5 separate regions of the Mus musculus genome follow, and all the other regions are linked to region 3. A link is a contact called in public promoter capture Hi-C data. All regions are on one chromosome and are shown on one strand. The core of a region is the stretch at or near the end of the contact, and the rest is flanking DNA. Distances in the headings are between cores, read along the strand shown.

What was found. Promoter capture Hi-C pulls out the DNA fragments that hold promoters and counts their contacts.
Region 1: a contact with region 3 is called in a promoter capture Hi-C map of liver. The contact joins the enhancer-like site here to the promoter of Ptprk in region 3. A contact is called at or near these places in 2 of 39 promoter capture datasets (epiblast stem cells and liver), 1 of 484 Hi-C or Micro-C datasets (cerebral cortex) and 1 of 115 datasets of contacts at active chromatin or transcription factors (extraembryonic endoderm stem cells).
Region 2: a contact with region 3 is called in a promoter capture Hi-C map of 3T3-L1-derived adipocytes, with 6 times the contacts expected there. The contact joins the enhancer-like site here to the promoter of Ptprk in region 3. A contact is called at or near these places in 4 of 39 promoter capture datasets (the 3T3-L1 cell line, 3T3-L1-derived adipocytes and liver), 5 of 484 Hi-C or Micro-C datasets (the 3T3-L1 cell line, cerebral cortex, cortical neurons and 2 more), 4 of 115 datasets of contacts at active chromatin or transcription factors (cardiomyocytes, embryonic forebrain, embryonic hindbrain and 1 more) and 1 of 9 other capture datasets (pancreatic islet).
Region 4: a promoter capture Hi-C map of liver shows a contact between it and region 3, with 4 times the contacts expected there. The contact joins the enhancer-like site here to the promoter of Ptprk in region 3. A contact is called at or near these places in 5 of 39 promoter capture datasets (the 3T3-L1 cell line, 3T3-L1-derived adipocytes, liver and 1 more), 3 of 484 Hi-C or Micro-C datasets (cerebral cortex, liver and nephron progenitors) and 6 of 115 datasets of contacts at active chromatin or transcription factors (cardiomyocytes, embryonic hindbrain, forebrain and 3 more).
Region 5: a contact with region 3 is called in a promoter capture Hi-C map of liver, with 2.7 times the contacts expected there. The contact joins the enhancer-like site here to the promoter of Ptprk in region 3. A contact is called at or near these places in 9 of 39 promoter capture datasets (the 3T3-L1 cell line, 3T3-L1-derived adipocytes, epiblast stem cells and 4 more), 2 of 484 Hi-C or Micro-C datasets (the HL-1 cell line and embryonic stem cells) and 4 of 115 datasets of contacts at active chromatin or transcription factors (cardiomyocytes, embryonic hindbrain, embryonic stem cells and 1 more).

What each region holds. Positions count from the first base shown.
Region 1 is chr10:28,421,417-28,424,116 of GRCm38.p6, forward strand. All of the region lies in intron 7 of Ptprk (protein tyrosine phosphatase, receptor type, K), which reads left to right. Among named protein-coding and RNA genes, the nearest start is that of Themis, 250 kb to the right of the region's middle. Within about 2 kb of position 1,320, at least 4 of the 459 cell types and tissues checked have an H3K27ac peak or open chromatin away from gene starts, as enhancers often do. A contact at or near this core is called in liver, where this site is marked.
Region 2 is chr10:28,394,729-28,397,428 of GRCm38.p6, forward strand. All of the region lies in intron 7 of Ptprk (protein tyrosine phosphatase, receptor type, K), which reads left to right. Among named protein-coding and RNA genes, the nearest start is that of Themis, 270 kb to the right of the region's middle. Within about 2 kb of position 1,258, at least 17 of the 459 cell types and tissues checked have an H3K27ac peak or open chromatin away from gene starts, as enhancers often do.
Region 3 is chr10:28,073,529-28,076,228 of GRCm38.p6, forward strand. Ptprk (protein tyrosine phosphatase, receptor type, K) reads left to right here and starts at 1,292. Exons shown (of 32, transcript NM_008983.2): 1 at 1,292-1,649. The coding sequence starts at 1,553.
Region 4 is chr10:28,458,850-28,461,549 of GRCm38.p6, forward strand. All of the region lies in intron 7 of Ptprk (protein tyrosine phosphatase, receptor type, K), which reads left to right. Among named protein-coding and RNA genes, the nearest start is that of Themis, 210 kb to the right of the region's middle. Within about 2 kb of position 1,277, at least 5 of the 459 cell types and tissues checked have an H3K27ac peak or open chromatin away from gene starts, as enhancers often do. A contact at or near this core is called in hepatocytes and liver, where this site is marked.
Region 5 is chr10:28,360,466-28,363,165 of GRCm38.p6, forward strand. The region is part of intron 6 of Ptprk (protein tyrosine phosphatase, receptor type, K); the gene reads left to right. Among named protein-coding and RNA genes, the nearest start is that of Ptprk, 290 kb to the left of the region's middle. Within about 2 kb of position 1,321, at least 8 of the 459 cell types and tissues checked have an H3K27ac peak or open chromatin away from gene starts, as enhancers often do. A contact at or near this core is called in liver, where this site is marked.

The sequences.
Region 1 (2,700 bases), core at 70-2,569, 350 kb after region 3:
AGCCAAGGTTTTTTGCATGCTAGGTGAATACGCCACCATCTAGTTCCAGGCTCTCCAGACTTTCTCCTTTCTCATCCACTGATAAGATCACTCTACCATCTAGTTCCAGGCTCTCCAGCCTTTCTCCTTTCTCATCCACTGATAAGACCACTCTACCATCTAGTTTCAGGCTCTCCAGCCTTTCTTCTTTATCATCCACTTTTAAGATCACTCTAGACTGTTGGTCCATAGGACTCCACTGATGGTGGACTGAATTGTCTTAGTTAGGGTTTTACTGCTGTGAACAGATACCATGATCAAGGCAAGTCTTATATAGACATCATTTAATTGGGACTGGCTTACAGGTTCAGAGGTTCAGTTCATTATCATCAACGCAAGAGCATGGCAGTAACCAGGCAGGCATGGCACAGGCAGAGCTGAGAGTTCTACGTCTTCATCTGAAGGCTGCTAATAGAAGACTGACTCCCACACAGCTAGGGCAAAGGTATTAAAGCCTACCCCCACAAGGTGACACCTACTCCAACAAGGCCACACTTCCCAATAGTCTCTGGCCCAAGCATATACAAACCATCATATGAACTCTTTTCCATGTTAGCTTCTTACCCTTGCCATGGTTTCTATTATGTTTCTCTTAACTTGGGAGGAAATGGTTTATTTCACTTACATTTTCATCATCTCCAAGGAAAGTCAGGAAAGGAATTCAAGCAGGGCAGTTACCTGAATGGAGGAACTGATACAGAAGCCATGGATGAGTGTTGTTTACTGGTTTGATCCTCAGGACTTCTTTAGCCTGCCTGCTCTCCTTTCTTTGTCCCTTCCTTCCTTCCTCCCTTTCTTCCTTCCTTTTTTTTCCTATTCTTTCTTTCTTATACAACCTGGAATGCCATCCAATAGTGTCCTACTCACAGTGAGTTGAACCCACACCTCCCCATCAATCATTAAGAAAATGCAGGACAATCTTGCCTGCAGCAAATCTTACTGAGGCATCTCCCTTCAACAGATAATCCTAGCTTATGTCAAGTTGACATTAAAAACTAGCGACCTTCCTATCTTTCTGAGATTTTTCTAGGAAAGAAATTTATACAATATCAGAATTGCATTTGGCCCACGCTGTTTTTAACATTGATTAGTCCTGTATTTTGATTGCAGGAAGTCCAAATCTCTGTCCAGTGTTTGAGGTTCTCCACCAAGAATCTGTTCTCTGCCTGCTTTTGCCCCCATTTTTATCTTATGAAAGTGTAAACTTCCACTAGACACATCCTCCCCTTTCTCTGACCTCATGCTATTTACCCTGAAGCACGGTAGCTCACTCTATTTACCCTTTCTCTGAATGTTACTGGTGGCTAGAGCTGCATGTATTGCTTAATTGGCCAGGCCAACCCTCTCCAACCCCATTTGATTGAAGTCTCTTTGGGAGACAGAAGCAGATCGTTTCTTTTGTATTTCCCACATGATTTGAATGATCAAGGGTACTCTGTGCAGGAAAAGCACTCCCGTGATTACTCAGTGTGTCCATTAAGTTTCCCAAGCACAACACCCTGTGTTATCCTTCATTACTCTGCCAGTCTAATAACCAAATAAAAGCTCTGAAAGGCCTGGCATTGCTTCTGCTTGAGAGACTGAATATTGGGTTTGCCAGAGTTCCAGGTGGTTGATCAAAAAACTATGCTTTAAATAGAAAAGTGAAATTGTTTAGCTTGTCAAATGGGAATACAAAAGACCAGGGGTTATTAAGGTTAATTGGAGAAGGAGAGGTAAGACAATTCAGACCTGTTTTTGTGTTGCGATAATGTAAGTGAATGTGGTAAGAAAAAATAAAATACCAATATGTATCCAAAATGGGACTTACTTATTGAGTTTCAAGTAGAGATAAATTCTGCATTCCCACATAGATTTGGGATAAAAGGGCAAAAATGCAGACCTACATTTCTTCATCTCTTTCCTAATTTTACTACTATCAAAGAGGGAGGGTGCTTCTTTGTTACTTTATGTTCTTTTTAGCACCTCATCATATGAAAATTTAACTGTTAATATGAATATAACGAACACAGATTATAGCAACTAGCCAAGAAGATATGTTTCCCCATAGAAAATAAATGGAGCGGTCATTATACAATACTTGGAAATACATGGGGGTGCAGAGGGATAAGATGTCATCACACCATCAGGTGGAGTGTATAGCTGAAATCTACAGCATTGAAGATGTCCACATAGGATGTGTTATAGATTACATGTATGTGATAACAAGCAAAGCACAGGTGCTTATTTTCATTTTAGAAGGAACAACATGGTACTTAGACATACAACTCTTTATACCAGCAGCAGGAATCTTAAGTAAGAGATAAAACATTGTGATAGCTTTACCAAACAGGCAATCAGGTAGATCATAGATCTGGTTCTATCATCCAACAGCAAGTTCTCTAACCTGTCAAAAAGCAAGAATCTATCTATGAGAAGCTGGAGTAGGTAAGAGATCTCAGATGCTGTTTTTGTGGATGCAAATCCATCCAGAGTAGACCCTGCTATATCCAACATTAACTGAAAAAGAAAATGATAACGTGGCTTTTGCAGAGACTATGAAGTAGCTGTGGCTTTTACACAGATAGCTGAGCTTCTTCCATGCAAAGAAGTTATTCTAAGAAATGGTCTCCCATAGTGGTGGGGAATGGTAAGTCTCAAGTCTACCAGGCTTACTGGCTC
Region 2 (2,700 bases), core at 8-2,507, 320 kb after region 3:
AACAATTCTCTGGTTGCACTTTAGAGTGAGAGATTCCCTGGAGCTCCAAAGGCTGCTACTTCAGTCTAAGCAAAACTTGATCAGTACTTGAGCTGAAGCAGTGGAGATAAGAATCCCAATGAGAAGATGGTGCTGGAAGAGATTTGATAGCTGCAATCAGTGGAATTTGTTGACACACTGGAAGTGAATTCTGGCTTGGAAAATTAAGGTGTAGTGACAGGATTTCACCATAGTAGAACCTTTGGGAAAATATTATAAAGAAAACATTATCTGCTTTTGAGAAATGAGATAGTAGGTTGGCAATTATATTCCTGGAGCTATGGCTCAACAAACAGGGCAGAGAGTGGGACATACAGACTTGCGTGTTATTAATATTTTATTCCCTCTGGGCATGTTATTGTGTACTATAATTTAGTTGAATTAGACATCGAATTGTCCTTTAACTCTACTTTTTACTAATATCTTATTTCATGGGTATTATGGATAGCAACTATTAATGGTTCATATAAAATGAGTATAATATGTTATAGATTAGGTTATATTTAAAAATTAAACTTGTTCAAGGTATTCTTATAAGACCCAGCAGTTTAGTGAGCTATCATAGGTGCATCTTGAGTGCTCTCTCATGAGAAGTCAGAGCGTGATAGCAGCAACAGTGTGCACTTCTGCTATAGTGGGCTTTCCCAGCCAATCATAGGGTGACTTGCAATTAGCTGGTCTTCAGCAACTATATTCCTTATTACATTGCTCTCTCACTTCCTATTGTCTCTTATGTTAAGATTATTGATGCCCTTTTGCCAAGCTTGCAGTATTGAGGAATCTCCTTGGGACATCACAAGAATATGTAAGCGGTAACTTATAGGCACCTACCCATGCTCCTTCTCATTTGGGGGGATGTTCAATACAACAGATAGTGTGTTACACAGTGCATGATGCCTAAGTGGTAATAATCCTCCTTCCCCAATTCCAACAGTGAGCACTTTGATTATGTCTATACAGTCTGACTCTGTAAAACTTCAAATCAGAAGCCTCTTTAGAACAAAAGTAAATATTTAGACTTGCTAGGGATTTGGACAAGAGCAGCGTAAATAAGTATATATCTCTACTCAGGGGAAAGCAAGGATGTTTATATCTCCCTGACTTCACTGGAATGTTCTTATAAACTATGAAAAGTAGGTCAGCCACACTGAGTTATTTTGTTCTACAATCAGCAGAACAAATCTCTTAAGGAAATAACTCCTCAGCTGCTTGTTATTAAGCAAAGATGGGGTGCATGTCAGTGACTCATTCCTTAAACAGGCCTTGCTTATAATGTGAGATGTACAGGGTTAAGAGCAGTTTGTTGCCATGATTAAAGATGATTCATTTACAACGTTTTCATTATTTTGGAAATTACTGATGAGCCCCCTTTAAAGATGTGGTCAGTCATTTCATAATTTAATTGCCTACAGTTCTAGGGTAGATTCCCAAAATTGTAGGTCAGCCAGCTTCCTGTTTCTTTAACAGATTCCTGATATTTTCAGCATAAGAGGGAAAATTTGCTTTGCTTTATGGTTTCAGAGGATTCAGTGTGTGATTGGCTGGCCTTGATATTATAGTCAATAGTGTGTGGCACAGCTGACCTCTTCCAGTGCCCAAAAAAGGGGGGTTGTAGCTCCCACAAAATCACCTTTGAAGGTATACATACCCCCAGCTACTTAAGTCACTTAAGTTGTGTTCTATCCCAGAAAAAACTGCCAGGCTTTCTAAGATAAAGGTTTTTATTTGCAATCACACACCCACCCACTCCCCATTATACCATTTCCCCAGAGTACCACTTTGGAAACCAAGCCTTTGTCAGTGTGTTGTTTTGGGAATACTCCTGTGCTGACCTCTAGCAATCACTTCAAGTTGCTTGATCAGTGAGTTAATTTTCACTTAAGAACACATGTTAGCATTAGCACTTTGGTGAAACTGGTTAGGTGCGAAACAAATCTGGAAGTCTGCCAAGCACTTGGAGACAAATTTGACAGGAGCCTGTATATGTGAACTTGTAACAGTGAAGCTACAATAGGGCAGTGTTTCATCTCACTAGTAAGACTAAAAAGTGTTCTGATGGTCAAGGTGAGGGCACACTCCTTTAATCTCATCACTTGGGTAGACAGAGACAGGTGAATCTCTGTGAGGTTAAGAACAGCCTATAAGTGAAAACCCTGTCTTGAAAAATGAAACAACAACAACAACAAAAGAATTGTTCTGCTCTTCAGAGTAAGAAGTACTCTTTGTTTTTAAATATCTAAGGGGATTTGATTATAGTCCTGCAATGTAGAATGCATCAAAGTATCTGAAAAACAGAAGTTAATGTTGTTTACCTGCCTGCAGTAGAATGAGAAAGCCAAGTGATCCTATGTGCATTACATTTTAATTTTAATTGGACCAATAACACATTCATTATATTGTAATCTAGACCAAGTGATAATGCATATGTCTTCACATAAAAATGTATTTTCATCTTGGACAGGTGGCATATAAATATTTGGGAGAGAGAAATGGTTTCTCAGTCTAACAAGGCACATCACAAGTACCTGCCTTGAGATTCCAGAAAGAAAGCAAGTTAGATGTTTTTCATTAATTCCCACTGCTAAGGTGCTGGCACTTTCCCCGAAAGAACCTCATATTGTGGCCATAGTCATGCACTGTCATATTTTTGAACTAATATGG
Region 3 (2,700 bases), core at 42-2,541:
TGAACTGAATTGACAAGTGTTGGGCTTGTTACAGGTACTAATGAGCAGTCATCAAGGCTGTAGCGTAACGGACTTTCTATCCTCAGCAAATAAAAAAGAAACCCATTTTCTCCCTTCTTCATCAATATGTATAATATATGTGCATAGATGTGTGTGTGTGTAGTATACAGTCACTTGCATCTATTCCAAACCTAGTCATAACAGCATGTATTAATTACAGAAATATGTGGCTCGGTTAATGATGAGAATGCTGTATTAAATTGAATTTCACTTCATTTTGATTTTAAAAGGCTAAAGACATTTTGAGTGACTGACAGGTGCCAATCAAGGCTATTATTAGCAGTTGCATATATAGCATCAAAATTCAAAAAAAAAGTTAGGCTTATTCAGTTTTGGTCATACTTACATGTGTCATAATTTGCAGACATGAGTAAAAGTAAGCAACTATACAGCGTTGCTACAGAAGCAAGTGAAGGTGGCATTTGGAGAAATCACACCAAGCTGCTAAGGTAGCAAAACTGACTTCCTGCCTGTAACACAGCACACAGCATTGGGTTCCTTCGGAGCAACCATGCTGTGCTCATTGTTGGGATAAACTCCTTTTATTAAATACTTATTTCTTATATAGCTACAAGACAGTAAAAATCAAAACAAAACCAAGTCTTGCTCTACTCCACCAGGCTATGCGAAGGCTGAGCGGCTGGGAGCTTCCCAATGACAAATAAACCAGAAACGAGGCACGCCAGCTGTTCACACTGGAAACTTACCCAACATTTTATTTTGGTCCAAGTTTTATTTATTTCGTGAACAAACGAGAGTAAGTTTTCAATGGGGTAGGGAGCCTTATTCCTTATCCTATCAATAAGGAAGAGTGAAATTTCAGTGCAGGTCGGCGTTTTAAAGGTCACATCTACGCTCCCTTTTCTTCCTACCACCAGCCGCTCTGGTGGGACCGCCACCTTGGGGACAGAACCCCAGGACACCTCTCCTCGGGCGCCTCCTCCGTCGTCCGCCCACAGTTCTGCCTCTCAGAGTTGAATCTCAGGGATCCGGCAGGGAGCTGCGCCAGGTCCCCCTTTCCCGCTCGCCGCCAGAGAGCCGCGCGGCCACCGAGCCCAGGTGGCGAACAAAGGCGGCGCGGGGCGCAGGGCGCGGGGCGCGCGGCCCGGCTGGCGCGCGTCTCCCTAGCAGGAGGCGGCAGTGGCGGCGGCGCGCACCGGAGCCCGCATTCCTCCGAAGCTGCCGGAGCCCGCGGGGCGACGTCACCCCAGGCTCCGCCCCCGTCCCTCCCAGAGCAAACTAACTCTGGACTACCCTGAGCAGCCTCTGCCTAGCATGGAGAGCGGCGGCCGCGGCTGGCGGGCGACGCTGGAGACGCTTTCGCCCGCGAGGTAGTTGGCCGACGTTGCGCAAGGACGAAAGTGCTGGCGGGTGGCCGCGGCGTCTCCGCGAGCCCCCCGACGAGGCCGGGCGGGCTGCTGGCTGGCGGATTTCACCGCGATTCCCCCGGAGGCTCTTTGCAAAGCTGCTTGAAACTTCTCCCAAACTCGCCATGGATGTGGCGGCCGCTGCGTTGCCTGCTTTTGTAGCTCTCTGGCTTCTGTACCCGTGGCCTCTCCTGGGGTCGGCCCTTGGCCAGTTCTCAGCAGGTGAGAGGTTGGGGGTGGTCTGTGTCTGTCCACAGTCTTGGACTCAGGCAGGAAGGACTGACTGATTGCTGGTGCTGGGTTCGGGGATCCAGGGGGCGTCCGCTTAAGGTGGCGGGGGTGGTGGTGGTGCAGGTTGGAGCTAGGTCTGTCCTGGGAGTTTGTGTCAGGCGGGACGCAGGGCCAAGAGCTGTGCGCCCCCGTGCGCAGGTAACTTTTACGTTCTCGACCCATTGTTTCTGAGGCTAGTCCGGCGCGCAGACAGCCCAGGGTGTGCTGGATGGAGTGTGTGGCGACCTTGCTTTTCCTGGGTGTTCTTTTTGCCTGGGAGTCGGGAGCAGTCCACAGCATTAGTTAGGGAAGTGAGGAAGAAAAAGTACTTAGGGCTCCCGGGACCACGATTTTATGGCTCGCTGAGCTGGCTAGTGGCTCTCTGTCGCCAGACTGTTCAAAATTTCCCCGGGAAGTCTTTGTGAGAATTGTGGAGACACATAGGGACCGATCTCGGTGTGTTCTGCCAGGTGCTTTTTGTCCCGGGTATAACCGCCTCTGACTATTGTCCAGCTACTTCCCGGTGCCTCCTGGAGGCTCCTTCCTCCTCTGCTGAGGGTTCAGAGTTGCTCCTGGATAGATTACAGAGCACACAGCGTGGAGCACGTTGTATGTATACATTGGCAGAGTCCGTACGACGTTTGTAAATGTAGCTCTAAGGGTAGATTCAGAGCTGTCCTGGGCAGCGAGTTCTGGGCTCCCATTCCCGGAAGGCTTACCCTATTTATGGGGCGAAGCCACCACAAAGCTCAAATCTGGCTCCACACCACCCTGAGTCCGCCTGGGTGACCTGGGCTGGGAACGTTCGCTGTTCTCCTGGACAACCCAGGAGTGAGACGTGATGCGATATTCCAGGCTATCCCTTTGAGTTCTAAGTAAAACCGCTCAGATAAGTCCCAGGATTCCGGGTCTTTCAGACTGGTGGTCTCTGTTCCCGTCCAGTTTTGATATCCTGCCTGTAGGTCGCTGGCTTCTATGTATCTGCCGGCTCTGAAGTTTCACC
Region 4 (2,700 bases), core at 27-2,526, 390 kb after region 3:
TGCTTTGGGATATCTTCTATTTTTCTCTGACTGACAGGTGGATAGAAAGTTTTATCATTAAAAACTGATTCTAGAAAAACAGGATTCCTGTCCTCTGATCTCTTATGGTTGCTAAAGCTCTGTTTTCATAACCTCTTCAGAATAACTGGAGATTATCACTACAAAGGGATATAAATATTGACCTGTCTTTCTCATATTGTTTAGCAAGTACCAAAAAGAGAAAGAAAGAAAGGAAGGAAGGAAGGAAGGAAGGAAGGAAGGAAGGAAGGAAGGAAGAAGGAAGGAACGAAGGAAGGAAGGAAGGAAGGAAGGAAGGAAGGAAGGAAGGAAGGAAGGAGGAAGGAAGGAAGGAAGAAGGAAGGAAGGAAAGCAGGAAGGAAGAAAAGAAGGAAGAAAGAAAGAGAAAAAAGAAAGAAAGAAAGAAAGAAAGAAAGAAAGAAAGAAAGAAAGAAAGAAAGAAAGAAAGAAAGAAAGAGAAAGGAAATTATTTTATTGATGCTAGACAGTATTTTTGCTATAGAACAGCGGCTCAATGTGTCAGCAGGTCCCCTCAGTAAATGTGGCCTTTTTTCCCCAACAATTTGAGAAGAATCAAAATAGTTCTTCGTTTTATACGATCAAATTGAACTCGACTTTCTGCACATGTAAATCCCTGCTTTGATTTGTTTAAAACTAAAGTAGATACAATGAAGAATGATCTGTTTGCCTATGTGCTAATTATATAATACTGGCTGTAACCTGATACAGTTTTTGCCACTTTATTATTATTTTAGATATAATATTGCCTTTCTTGCTTTAATTGCTAAGAAATAAATGGACAACAAATTCTAGAAAGGATAGAGAAAATTGTAAATTTTGCTAATCAATATTTAGCCAGCTAGCTGGAGCCTCTAATTCTGACATTTCTTCCTGCATTAAGAAATATTATAGAGTAGCAGGATGGTTTAGCTAGTACTGACCGTTGTTTATCAAGACAACTTGAGTTTGGACTCAATTTTGATCCCAGTGTCCCTTGTGATGGACAGAGATAATTCCCACACGTTTGCCTCACTCTTTTTTTACATGCATTGTGGCACATGTATGCAGATGCATGTACTAAAAAGGGAAATGGAAAAACTTAATAGTACAGAGATCTACTTGAATTCATAGGAAAGGAAAGAAGAATAAAGGTGTCTGCCTGTCTGTTTGTATGTGTTGTCTCTGTTAAGAGTGCTCGTAATTCCCCTGATAAAGGTTAAGCTTCAGAAAGACTGGACTTTGCATTTTTTTTTCCTGTTCTTTTGTTTACTCTGCTTCCAGCACTGTTCATGACACACCAAAGTCCATGCACTCCTAGGCTTTCTCTACTCCTCTTTGAGTTCTAAGGGAACAGTGTCTATCCAGACTTACCTGTTAGCTGACAGTGTTGGAGGGATATGTTCAGTGAACAGTGATTGTGAGAAGCAGTTAATATTGAGCATGGGCTGTTTTTTTTACCACCTCAGTGAGAGAAGGCCTGATTTACTAATCTCCAACCTCAGGTTAAACCACTGTTTTTCTCTGATGTTATATGAAATGAAGAAGCTATACTGAGAGAACTGCTGGTGGAGCTCAGGGATAGATTTTTTTTCTAGGTATGTTTTGGGCCTTGAGTTTGATGCTTAGCACCCCCCCCCAAAAAAAAAAAATGGAAGGAAGGAAGCCACTTGGATGGATTCTAAGTAGATAAATTCATTCCCCTAAGCTGAATTCTTACTTGTTATTAGACCATCATTCTCTTTTAAGATGCAAGCATGTGCGCGTGCACACACACACACACACACACACACACACACACACACACACACGCTCACAACATGGTATAGGGAGATACATAGCTATTATTTTCTTACAGCAATAATTGTAGAGATGTGGAACAAGACCGTATTTGTTACAAAAATAGATTATCAAGTCTTCAAACTATAGAAACAAACTGTGCAATTAACAAACCCCAAGGCCCAGTTAATAGAAGAAAACATCTTATGTGACTTTAGAAACAAAAGTAGGCTTTCTCTTACTATTCTGACACCCCTTTGACTCTCCTCTAGTTGAAGTTTTATACACACAAACACACATAGACAGAGACAGACAGACAGACAGACAGACAGCCATGTACATGTACACTTTCTGGAAGCTGTTCTCTTAATCTAATGATAAATATCCTAACATTTTACATAGACAAATAATATAGCTCCGGGTTGTTGTTTTTTTTCCCCCGTATGTGAAAATGAATCTGAGTTTGTAGTACTTGGATGTACGTATTTGGCTGTATTTGATTTGTCCATTTCGGTTTAGAATACACAGCAGATTCACAGAATGTCTTAAGTCTTAGGAGCCATGGATGGAGTATGATGGAGTGCAATTTGTTTCACTAATTTGGGCCTCAATTTAAAAAAAAATTAACAAAAATAACAAACCAGTATTCTCCAGTCTGGGCAATATCAGTGAAACATGATATTAATTTTGGAGGAGCTAAGGTTTTAAAGACAATAGAAAACATTGTCCAAGCATTAATATCTTTTGAAATAAAGATCTGGCTACATGGTTAGATTGCTCCTGAATCTATAAGGAGTTGAGCTCAGGCCTGAGGAACACAGGCAAGGATTTTAGCCTGGGATGTTTCCTAGGAAGATCACATCGGGATGAGCAGAATACCACCACAGAATAAAGATCTCGTGTCTG
Region 5 (2,700 bases), core at 71-2,570, 290 kb after region 3:
TTTTTGTTTGTTTGTTTATAAGTGTCAATGGTTTGGTTTTTAAATCTTGCAGTCTATTATCAGCTATTGTAACATGCCCTGGAAATGAAACATATTCAGCTAATACATTTATAGATCCTTAGTGACTAAGTCAACTGTAGCTATGATTACGGAGATTCTCCGTTTCGTTTACCCAGATTCATTAATTATTTGCATTCTACTTATTTATGGCTGATGTTTAAAATTGTGTGCTTGATAACGGTACTCAAAATGATAAGACAATGTAAAGCACGTGACACAGTTATTGGCATTTTTGACTACAGGATGCAGAAGAAAGCTTTCAAGTTGTTTGATCCAGTCACTAATGATTTCAGTTTTTCGCTGCTTTTAATCTGATATCAGTGATTTGGGATTGCAGCACAAGATCACCTTACCTTCCAGTCAAATAATCCTTGCTTACCCTCAGGATCAAATTGTCTCTGGTCCCACCCAATGGGTATTAAAAAAAATGGAATATTGTAGGAGGGGCATAAGAAAAACCAAGGTTTCCTTAAAATGAAAAGGTCACAGTAAGACTTGCTTTACATGCTAATTTTTCCAACGTAATAAAATAAGTTTAGGGGTCTGGAAAGATGATACAGTGGTTAACAACACTTGTTGCTCTGGTAGACGACCTTGGTTCATCTCCCACCCCCACATGGTGTCATTCAAACATTTGATCCCCACAATCCATGATCTCATGATCCTCAGACCCCAGGGGATCAGAAGAGGTCTCTCTTCAGACCTGTCAGCGCCAGTCACACAAGTGGTATTCAGACATACATGCTGGCAAGACACCAATGCATCTAAAATAAATCTAAATACATATAAAATAAATAAATATTTAAAAAACTAAGAATGGGAACTTTAGTGGGGCACAGAGAGCTTAGCTGGATGTTGGGAGCCATTTGGACTGTTCAGTGGACCAGGAAAGAACTTCTATCCTTAGGGCTCCAGAGCATAAGCAGTAGATTCAGAGGCCCTTATTCATTCCATTCAGAGAGACAGTAACTCAGGTGGTATTCTCAGGGAAAGTAACACATGACCTCCAAGCACATATGGAATTTGGAATATGTCAGTGTTGGTGAACAACCTGCCGTACTAGCTGAGCAGTAGTGTAACCAGAACTAATTGTATGTGTTGTGAGATTTTTTAACTATTATTTAGCACTAACACAGAGTTCTGGGAATGTTAAGGCTATTTTTACTCTAGTTATTTATTTTAGGAATGAGCATGGTCATTATGTAAACTCTCTAGCTTTGGCAAGATTAACTACACAATGGTTTGATGCCCTGAGGTTATCCAGACTGACTCTGGATGAGGCCAGAGACCAGACGAGGAGTCCCTGCTCCCTGCATCCTGTGAAATGGCAAAGGAACTTCTTTGTGATTTTTTGAGACAGGGTTTCTCTATGCATCTCTGGCTGTCCTAGAACTTGCTCTGTAGATCAGGCTGGCCTCAAACTCAGAAATCTACCTGGCTCTCCCTCCTGGTTGCTAGAATCAAAGGCTTGTGTCACCACTGTGGGGAAAGCCCTCGTCACAGTGCGTGAACTGGCCTTTGTCTTCTCAGGTGAACCAGGGGAGGTGCTTGTAAGTTTGGCTCAAAAATGTTTTCATCAGAAAAATGAATCTTGTTTTGTCCAATATTCTTTTTCTGATTCTATCATCTCTCTGTGAATACTAGTTTAAAAAAAAAATCACTTCTGAATATTTTATTTTTTTTCTATTAACAGCAAAGGCATCTGGGTAGTGGAAAGAATGACACTCACTTGACTAATACTTTTGCTAGCTGGTGTTTTAAAGGCCATGGAGTGTCTAGCTCCAGACCATCAGCAGCCTGCTTAATGCCACACAGTATTGATTTTTAACCAGTTTTCATATCGTAGCTGTCAAACTTGTGAATTCATATAAGGATCTTTTTTCCTAACGGTGACTTGAAGATCTTTTTCTTTAATTCTATTGTAAAAACTAGTCAACTGGGCAGGAAGCCTAAAGATTTTTTTGGAGGTTTCCATTTAAACATCTACATTGTATAAAATCTGAACTATAATGAAGCTTGTAGAACATACTGATGCCCTACATATTAATTTTTTTCTTCTTTTCAATGACCTTAGAAAAGTAGGAAAGGCTATGCAGTCAGCAGAAACCAAGTGCTCTAAGTTTCTAAATTTCTAGAGGAATTTTAAAAGTTCCATTGTTAAGTATTTTTGCTCTGCTACTGTACCCTTGATGATGATGAAGGAACCAGAGTCTCCTCTTATTCCTGGTACCTACTTCTGATTCAGGTGGTCCATTGTCCAAGACACCTGGCATGCACTGTAATTCCAAATGATCAAAAGAGTATTCTTAAGACAAATACTGCAGTATTATATAATCAGAAAACAGAAATAGATTTGAATAGCTCTTATAACCAGTTGGAGGAATGCCTTTCCAAATTAAAAAAAATATTAAAAATTGTAATAGAATCGTTGTTTTTTGAAAGGTAATTGGTTTTTAAATCCACTCTTGCTATTAATTAGAACTTATATAACCTAAACTCTTCACCCACTTCTCTATACCATTGTTCCTAACAGCATTACTGGTTTCCCTTGATGGCTAATCTCCAAAACGACAGAAGGCAAAACTTTAAAGTGAGTCTTTGGGGAGTTTGGATTGTGTCTATTTTGACTAAAACTTTGGT